3 separate regions of the Mus musculus genome follow, and all the other regions are linked to region 2. Evidence: chromatin contacts called from public Hi-C and HiChIP or PLAC-seq data. All regions are on one chromosome and are shown on one strand. The core of a region is the stretch at or near the end of the contact, and the rest is flanking DNA. Distances in the headings are between cores, read along the strand shown. Region 1 has its middle 64 kb from the start of Gm39458. Region 2 has its middle 29 kb from the start of Trak1. Region 3 has its middle 58 kb from the start of Gm39459.

What was found. A called contact is a pair of places that touch in the nucleus more often than the background predicts. HiChIP or PLAC-seq counts read pairs in DNA pulled down with a chosen protein or histone mark.
Region 1: a contact with region 2 is called in a Hi-C map of Sertoli cells, with 6 times the contacts expected there. The contact joins two enhancer-like sites. A contact is called at or near these places in 1 of 484 Hi-C or Micro-C datasets (Sertoli cells) and 2 of 115 datasets of contacts at active chromatin or transcription factors (embryonic stem cells and pancreatic cancer cells).
Region 3: a contact with region 2 is called in a FOXA1 HiChIP or PLAC-seq map of pancreatic cancer cells. The contact joins two enhancer-like sites. A contact is called at or near these places in 2 of 115 datasets of contacts at active chromatin or transcription factors (embryonic stem cells and pancreatic cancer cells).

What each region holds. Positions count from the first base shown.
Region 1 is chr9:120,738,144-120,740,843 of GRCm38.p6, reverse strand. No RefSeq gene overlaps it. Among named protein-coding and RNA genes, the nearest start is that of Gm39458, 64 kb to the right of the region's middle. Within about 2 kb of position 1,358, at least 178 of the 459 cell types and tissues checked have an H3K27ac peak or open chromatin away from gene starts, as enhancers often do. A contact at or near this core is called in Sertoli cells and pancreatic cancer cells, where this site is marked.
Region 2 is chr9:121,336,431-121,339,130 of GRCm38.p6, reverse strand. It overlaps a transcript of Trak1 not described here. Among named protein-coding and RNA genes, the nearest start is that of Trak1, 29 kb to the left of the region's middle. Within about 2 kb of position 1,255, at least 106 of the 459 cell types and tissues checked have an H3K27ac peak or open chromatin away from gene starts, as enhancers often do. A contact at or near this core is called in Sertoli cells and pancreatic cancer cells, where this site is marked.
Region 3 is chr9:120,775,302-120,778,001 of GRCm38.p6, reverse strand. No RefSeq gene overlaps it. Among named protein-coding and RNA genes, the nearest start is that of Gm39459, 58 kb to the left of the region's middle. Within about 2 kb of position 1,326, at least 200 of the 459 cell types and tissues checked have an H3K27ac peak or open chromatin away from gene starts, as enhancers often do. A contact at or near this core is called in pancreatic cancer cells, where this site is marked.

The DNA of each region.
Region 1 (2,700 bases), core at 109-2,608, 600 kb after region 2:
TCAAGCCCTTTAATGAAGGCTATGTGAATGTACAATGAATTAGACATTAATCAAAGCAGTTTGTTTTTCTTTTTTTTATTATTTCCTGTGTATGTGTATACATGTGTGTGCTTGTTTGCATGTATGTATGCATATGTATGCATGTATGTATGCATATGTATGCATGAATGCCAGAGGCCAGCATCCCAGATGTCTTTCTCAAATGACATCCATCTTTACTTTTGGAGACAAGGTCTCTCTTTGAACTGAAAGTTCACCAATTTCAGCAAGACTGGCTGTCCAGGAGGGTCCTGGACTGCTCCTGTGTCAGCCCTGCCCCTTCAGCACGGGGATTACAGATGTTCGCTTCTGTGCCTGATTTTTGGAGGCTGACCTCAAGTCTTTAGGCTTGCACAGGAGATACTTAACTGCTATCTCCCTCACCCTCAGCCCTAATTATGAGCTGAGAATCTGGAGCCAGCAAGGAAATGGGGCCACTGAGTAGTAGGAGGGAATGCCTGTGCTGTGTACTGTAGATAGGGTCCCACCTGACTGGAACTTTGCTTTGATTGGAGGTCCTCTTGTGACTCCAGAGAGAGGCTGACTGCAGATCAAACTTCTAAGATAGGGAGGTCTGGACAGACAATCTGCTGATTCGATGCCATGTGGGGTTTGAAAGCTCTGCTCCAGCTACAGGCCCAGGTTATCTCCCAATTCGGAGGTTTCCCTACTCCTATCAGAGGGGCTACAGCAGTTGAAGGGGATGATTGCAGCCACAGAAAGGAGGAGTTTTTAACGGACACTTGCTTCACAATTCCCTAAGCCCTGGGGGCCCTGGCCCTCCACGGAGCAGAGCTTTATTTACCTTTCTGTTTCATGATGGAGAAAACATCCCTGTGCCAGCTCTCCACCCTCCAGACCCAGTCAGACTGCGGTGGTGGGAAATCTCTGGGGAAGCTGGCTTTGCAACTGTGAAGGAATGCCTTTGTGAGAGAGGATCCTGCCCTGTGCACAGGCCAAAGGGGCTGCAGAGTGGAATTTTCTCTCTTCCCCTTTCTGGCAGGCAGACAGACCCTGTCTTCAAAGTTCGCAGGAAAGGTATGTTTTGACAAGCACACACATACTGCTTCAGAAAAGCCACAGAGGCAACGCCTTTGTTGCCCCAGAGCCCACTCCCTTCCACGCAGGAGGTGAAGCCCTTTCAGAAGCCGCATAATGGAAACCGAGCCTGAGTTTGCTTGTACTGTTTCCCCGAAAGTACATAACTTCCATTCTGTGGTTCCACACAGCACATTCGCCCTCCTCACAAATGCAAACCCTGGCAAGGCTGTTTGTCCAGCCAGCCCGGGACTGGCAGGGAACACGAAGTTTGGCAGGACTCATGAGGCGTCTTTCTGTAGGGCTTTGGTTTCCTGGTCAGTTGAAGCTAGTCCAGTTATTGTCCCAGTGTTCTGCCAGATAAAACATGGGGGAGGGGGGCTTTTCTAGAAGCCTGGCCTTGTGACTGTGGGATGTGAGGAGGGATCATGAGCTGAGCAGAGAAGTAGGAACTCAGGCCAAGGCCCAGGAGTTCTCTTCTCCAGCACGGGCTCTGACTCTGCTCTCTGGAATGTAGACCTATGCCTGACTCACGGCTGGCGCTGAAATTACCTTCACCTTCACACAAGGCTGTACCCTGTAATAGTAGTCCCTCTCAGGGACATGGGGTTAGCATGGTCAACAAATGAATCCCACCTGTAATATAAAGAGATCTAGCATATTTGGAGCCCTGGGTTCGAATCTCAACAATGCATAAACTGTGTAGTGGCTCATGTCTGTAGTCCTAGCACATGGGAGGTAGAGGCAGATGGATCAGGAGTTCAAGACTATCCTTGGCTATGTAGGAAGCTCAAGGGCAGCCTGGGGTGCATGAGACCCTGACCAGAAGCAAATAAATGAAAGAACAGAGAGAGAAAAGCAGCCCATGCAGAGAACCACCCAGGAGCAAACATGAGGTCCAGATCAAGAAAGACAGACCCTGTCCCCTCCCAGCAGGATGGAGAAAGACCCTGTCCCCTCCCAGCAGGTCCCCTGGGCTGCCTTCCACAGTTCTCTGACTTACAGCCACTGGTTAAGAGTCACTGAAACACTGTTTCCAGAACGTTCTCTTTAAACATACATTGTAAATTCTCAAGAGAAGCCAGGGTGGGTTTCTGTTTTGGGACCTTCCATAGAGTAAAGGACCTCGTCCCATCCTAGATTGGCTACATTCTCATGGCTGAGCAGGGGTGCTAAACCCTGAAGCTAGTGGTGACTGATACTTAAAAGTTTGTAGATTCTGTCTCCCTGGACATCACAGCAGCTATTGGATATGGGATCCCAGGGCCCGAATGTGATTTTGTAGATGTGAGAAATGCTGGAAACTCAGGGCTCATTAAACATCAGTGCACAATATTGTTGGGCTTTTTGTTGTTGCTGCTGTTATAAACAACATCTTTGAAAACCTTATACAAATACCTGTATTCAGCCCTGCAGAGGTTGTGGGCAGGAACTTGGTTTCCTTGGAGGTGAAAAGGAGCTACCTGCTGTGGATGTGACAGATCCTCCAGTCTGCCCCAGCATCTGCAGTCTGACCTAGCCAGGCTGCTCCTAACCAATCTTTTCTCTCCCTAGTCATGTGGCTCAGAAATCATTCCCAGCTTTCCCCAGGGACACACACACTGCTGGCCTCCTGTCTATAAA
Region 2 (2,700 bases), core at 6-2,505:
TACAGAGAAACCCTGTCTCGAAAAACCCCAAAAAAAAAAAAAAAAGAAAAACAAAAACAAAAACAAAAACAAAAACAAATACTAAGGAGGCTGGAGAAGCTCAGCTGGCAAAGGGCTCACTTTGCAAGGTCCTGAATTCAATCCCCAGTGCCCATGTAAAAAGCCAGACACCATGGCACACATGGTGAGAGAGCCCAGGAATGGTGAGTCCCTGAAGCTCAGTCCAGCCTGCTTGATGAGCTCTGGACCAATGAGAGATCTTCTCTGCAAAACAAGATAGAGAGGGACCAAGGAACAACAGCTGAGGGTGAGATCTGGTCTCTACACACATGTGCACACATGGTCTCTACACACACGTGTGCACATATGAATTAGGGATCAACTTTTCTGTGGAACATTTCTTCTGCCAGGAAGCAGGTGAGGTCTGTGAAATCCCAGGCTCGGGCAGCAGGTGGCCTGAGGTACTAGTCCATATTTGGTTACCACAATGAAACACTCGAGGCTGGGCAGCTTATAAAGAAACAAGCTCCCTGTGGGCCACAGTTCTCAAGGCTCTATGTCCCAGATTGGACATGTTGTGGCTACCCAAAATGCTCAAGGGTCCCACAATGCTGCTCTGGGTTCTTTTCACACATTCCATAGGCCACACCTTTAAATATCCCATCCCCACCTCTCCACACACCCCCACCCCAACCCCGTGCACATCAACCTATATCCAAACTACACAGGGGCCAGGTTATTCCTCAATAACCCATGGCTACCCATGATGCTAGAATAAAATAGAAGTTGCTTGCTATCCAGCGTGCACCTGCCCTTTCTTGCCTCAGTTTCCTGGGCCGGGACACCAGATAAGTCAAAGGATCAAACTGAGACTCTCTAGTCAAAGGGTGGACTAAAACTAAATTATCCCACGATCATGCCAAAGTGCTTAGCACAGTACTTGGTACAGAGCAAACGCCACCTGCCATCACTGCTATAGCAGCACACCACTTCAGTGTGCTCCAGGACGGACACACACACACACACACCCACACACACCCACACACCCACACACACACACATCCTACCCACACCACCAATCCCATCCCTTATTCTGGGCCTGGCATTCTCTCAGAGTGAATCTTAGGGATGGTAGACAGATTGTTTCCCTTTATCCCCACAATGAAAAGCCCAGCCAGGCTATCACAGTATAATAACAGTCAACATGAGATAAAATCAGGCAGACAGCACCCATAAGGCCCACGGGGCAGACTCCAATGGAGAAGAAAGAGCCCCATTGTTTGAGCACAGCCTCGGGGAACAAGAATGCAGAGAAGCAGGCATTGTTTGGAGGAAAGAATCTGCAGGCTCAGAGCCAACTGTGAAAGAGCAACTCGGCCTTGGAGAGGCCTCAGGGGAGTTCTCCACACCTTCCTTCCAGACTTGAGTAGAACCCACCTACCCTAGAAGCTCCACCCTGCACCCACCTTCAAGTCCATGGAAGCCAGGAAGTAAGCACTGGACACACATACACATACACACACACACACACACACACACACACACACCACCCTAGGAGGCTTATAAAACACAGATGCTGAGTCCTACCCAGGTCAAGGAAGTTTGAGTGAAGGCAAAACACTCCTTTGTGTTAGTTTTTGACAGTTTCTCGTGTAGCTCAAGCTGGTCTCAAACCCCTAAGTAACCTTGAACTTCTGGCCCTCTTGCCTCTACCTCCCAAGTGCCAGGATGTTGTTGGTCCGTGAAAGGCAGCCTGGTTCCTGGTCGAGCACAGGCTTGAAATCCCGGTGACCCTGTAGGGATGGTACTAGGACGCACTCCAGGACACTAGGCTCCTAACATGAGGCCGCAGCCCTCCATAGATTGGTGTCCTTCAGTCACATAAGGGCAATGCCCCAAGCCCCTCCACAGGTAGAAGATGTGACTGACTTGTGGTCACACAGCCTCAAGACAGATCTCCATTTTAGTGAGGTACCTAAAGGCCTGGAGCCAATAAACTCCCCTTCCCAGACACTCCTCCCTGCAAAAGGTATTTAACCTCAGGCCCGCCCTGAGAAGTACGGTATGGTTTTCAGTCATCCACTTTCCACCATTGACAATGAATGTCTTAAAACCATGGACACTCTTTTTCATCAGGATCCACCATGGGGAGCAATGGAACAGGCCTTTGCCTAAAGAGCCGGCTGCCTAATCTCCCACAGAAGGTTTCTCAGTGCTCCCAGCCTCCGTCCCCACCAAGCCAAGCCAAACAAGCCAAGGGCTCTCTCCTCCCCGCAGGACCTAGCAAGGAGTTCTCCCCTCTTTTCCCCTTCAGCTCCAGGCTAGATCCAGCCCCTGGGACCCCACTCCGTTCTCAGCTCTTCTGTGGCTCCCAGTGGTGCTTGGATATCCAAGAGCCTGAGAACCAGACAGCCCAGTCCTCCACACAGGCCCGGAGATCCCCTAGCCAGCTCCGGCTGTCCCCTGGACTGCGCTCCCCCACCCCCAAAAGGGGTGTCCTGAAGCTTCCCATAGCCTGACACCCGCCCGGCGCCAGCGTGGGGTAAGCACAATCAAAACTCCTGTGTCCCACCTCCACCCATGTCCCGAGCCCTGTGGCGGAGTGGATGTGGGACACCCCATAACCCGACATCAGGATCACAGGCACTAGGATACCTCATCTGGTTTATATGGAACTGTTGACCCGGGGCCTCATGCGTG
Region 3 (2,700 bases), core at 77-2,576, 560 kb after region 2:
TCTGTCCCTTGGCTCCTGAGGTGGAATACACCAGTGACACTCTGTCACTGACATGGATGAGGGTTGGTAAGACAGGCGCTGGCAAAGGGGGAAAGGACGCAAAAGGCAGGAGGGGAAGAGACGTGGTATCAGAACAATCATGGTTTGGTTGGTTGGTTGGTTTTTTTAATCCCAATACTGAAGAAAAACAAAAACAAAAAAAGCAGCGGGCTAGCTTCCTCTCACTGCTCTCCCTGCATCCTCTGTTAGGCCAGCCCTGCTCTGGAAAGGATGTGGCCAGTCCTCCAGTCGTCCTCGCCTACGCCTTCAGGTTGATGTAAGAATAGCTGTGCCGAGTCTGGACTCTGATCCCAGAGCTCCTCCTTTCCCGTGTAAGCCTTCTTGGAACGCTTTAGGGAGGACCTTTGCAGTCGGCCCAGAGGGCACCGGCTTCTGGCCTCCTGCTCCTGCTCCTGCTCCTGCTCCTGCTCCTGCTCCTGCTCCTGCTCCTGCTCCTCCTGCTCCTCCTGCTCCTCCTGCTCCTCCTGCTCCTGCTCCTCCTGCTCCTGCTCCTGCTCCTGCTCCTGCTCCTGCTCCTGCTCCTGCTCCTGCTCCTCCTCCTCCTCCTCCTCCTCCTCCTCCTCCTCCTCCTCCTGCTCCTCCCTTGGCCTGAAATAGAGAAGTTTCTGAAAGAGGACCGTTTGGACTGCGAGGTTGGCGGGATGCAGTGAGGCACGCACTGGCGGGACAAGTCTAAAACACTCCTTGCTGTGTTTGGCACTGCTCTCCAGGGTCATTTTGAGCACTCACCTCACAATACAGCGGCTACCTCCCTTTCTCTGTGGGTTATCAAAGCTGGTAGCCTTTAGCCCAGACCTGGTTTGTTTGTTTTTAAACAAAATAAACAACAAAACACATCTTGAAGGGCTTGCAAAGGTAAATGCTGTACTATATGATTTAAAAAAAAAAGAAAAAAGAAAAAAAAGAATAGCTGTGCCCACTCAGGGCACGAGTGTCTGGGGTTTACAGTTTGTCTGCCCTTTTGGCCCGAGTGCCCAGGCTGGAAGCCGCCTGCATGTCTGTGTGTCTGCTGCTCTTGGTTTCTCTAGCTTTTCTCTGGCCTAGTTTCCTGTTCACCTCTGTCTGGAGCTGACTAGCAGGCTTGACTCACAGGAAACCACAGCCAAGTCACCTGGTGGTCTGAGTCACTCTCCCTTGGAGTATCTCAAACAATAATAAAAGTCAAAATGCCCAAGTAAGTAGTGAGTTTTGCAATAGACTGAGTTAAGTATCTCTGTGCATGGTTGTTCTGGGAATTCCCATGTGTGTCAGGTGACTTATCTTTGGCAACTGTGACACAAGCCAGTTGCTTTATCTCCTGGCAACCACCTCCTCTCCCCACTTCCCCTTTCCCTCCCTCCTTTGTTTCTACAAATATTTGCTGCTTCCAGACAGGACCTTCGACCCCGTGAATAAACTAAACATATAGTTCTGTCCTGTGCAAGTTCCTCTGCACAGAAAGGCACAGCAAACACACAAACAAGCAGGGCAAGTTTAGGGGCACTGGTAACCCAGGGTAGTACTGAACCTGGCTGAGGGGGTGTCTTGCTGGCCTGTGAGCCAGGTGAGACCCACAGAAAAAAAGATTCCAGTGAGGTGAGGTGATGATTTGTAGTCATCTGCAATGTTCCCTGTGTGTGTACACGTGTCTGTCTGTCTGTCTGTCTGTATCTGTCTCTTTGTGTGTTTGTGTGAATGTGGTTCTGTATCTCTCTGTCTCTCTCTCTGGGGGGTGGGGGAGGTAGGCCCTCCTTCTCTGTCAGCAGACCCAGTGATCCTCCGGCCTCTGCTACCCACAGTCCAGGCTGGCATTATGGGCCTGTGTGTAGCCAGGCGTGGCTTTTTATGTGGGTTCTAGGGATTGGAACTCAGGTTCTCCCACTTGTGCAGCAAACGTTCTTACTCTCTGAGCCATCTCTGCAGCTGTAATGTGCACTGGGAGAAGAGACTTGTTTGGGGTCATTTGAGGTTACAAAGTATCCCTCAACATAGGTGTCTGCAGAGGGAGGGCATGGGCAACCTAACAGGCCAGAAGGAAGATGGAAAGTGGTCCATTTCTGAAAGGCTCTGTCCTCTGGCTTAGGCTGCAATGAGCAGATGATCCACCGGGGAGCACTACCCTAGGCACAGCGAGGGATGGGGGACTCAGAATCCCTACTTGCCAGTGGCTTTGGGCACCTGTGACATAGTCATTTACCTCTGGCTTTGTTACATCTCTGGTTTGCACATTAGCCTCATTCTCAAACACAAAGGCCCCCCTCCTTGACCCCAGTTTACTTCCCTATCTGAAGCTAGGAGCTCACTCAGACTTCAAGTCGGTCAACAGTCTATAGTGCAGAGACAAGGAACACCACAGACCCCTTTATCTAGTAGGCAGATACCCTGCCTCCATTCTCTGGTTGGAATATTCTAGAAGGTAAGGACCAGAGGTTGGGCCCTTGCCCATAGCAGGCACCTTGATGCTACATTCAGTGGATCCTTCTCCCTTCCCCGAGTTCTGAGACACCCCCCCCCCCCCGCCCCAGAGGTCACCTGACCAAGCCCTTCTTCTCTGATTCAGGGGAAGCCCGACAGAACACGGCCCTTAACCTTGTCGTGAAATGAAGAGTATCTGTAGGTCCCCTCTCAGCCTCCTCAGAGCACCATCGCTAGGATTTTGGA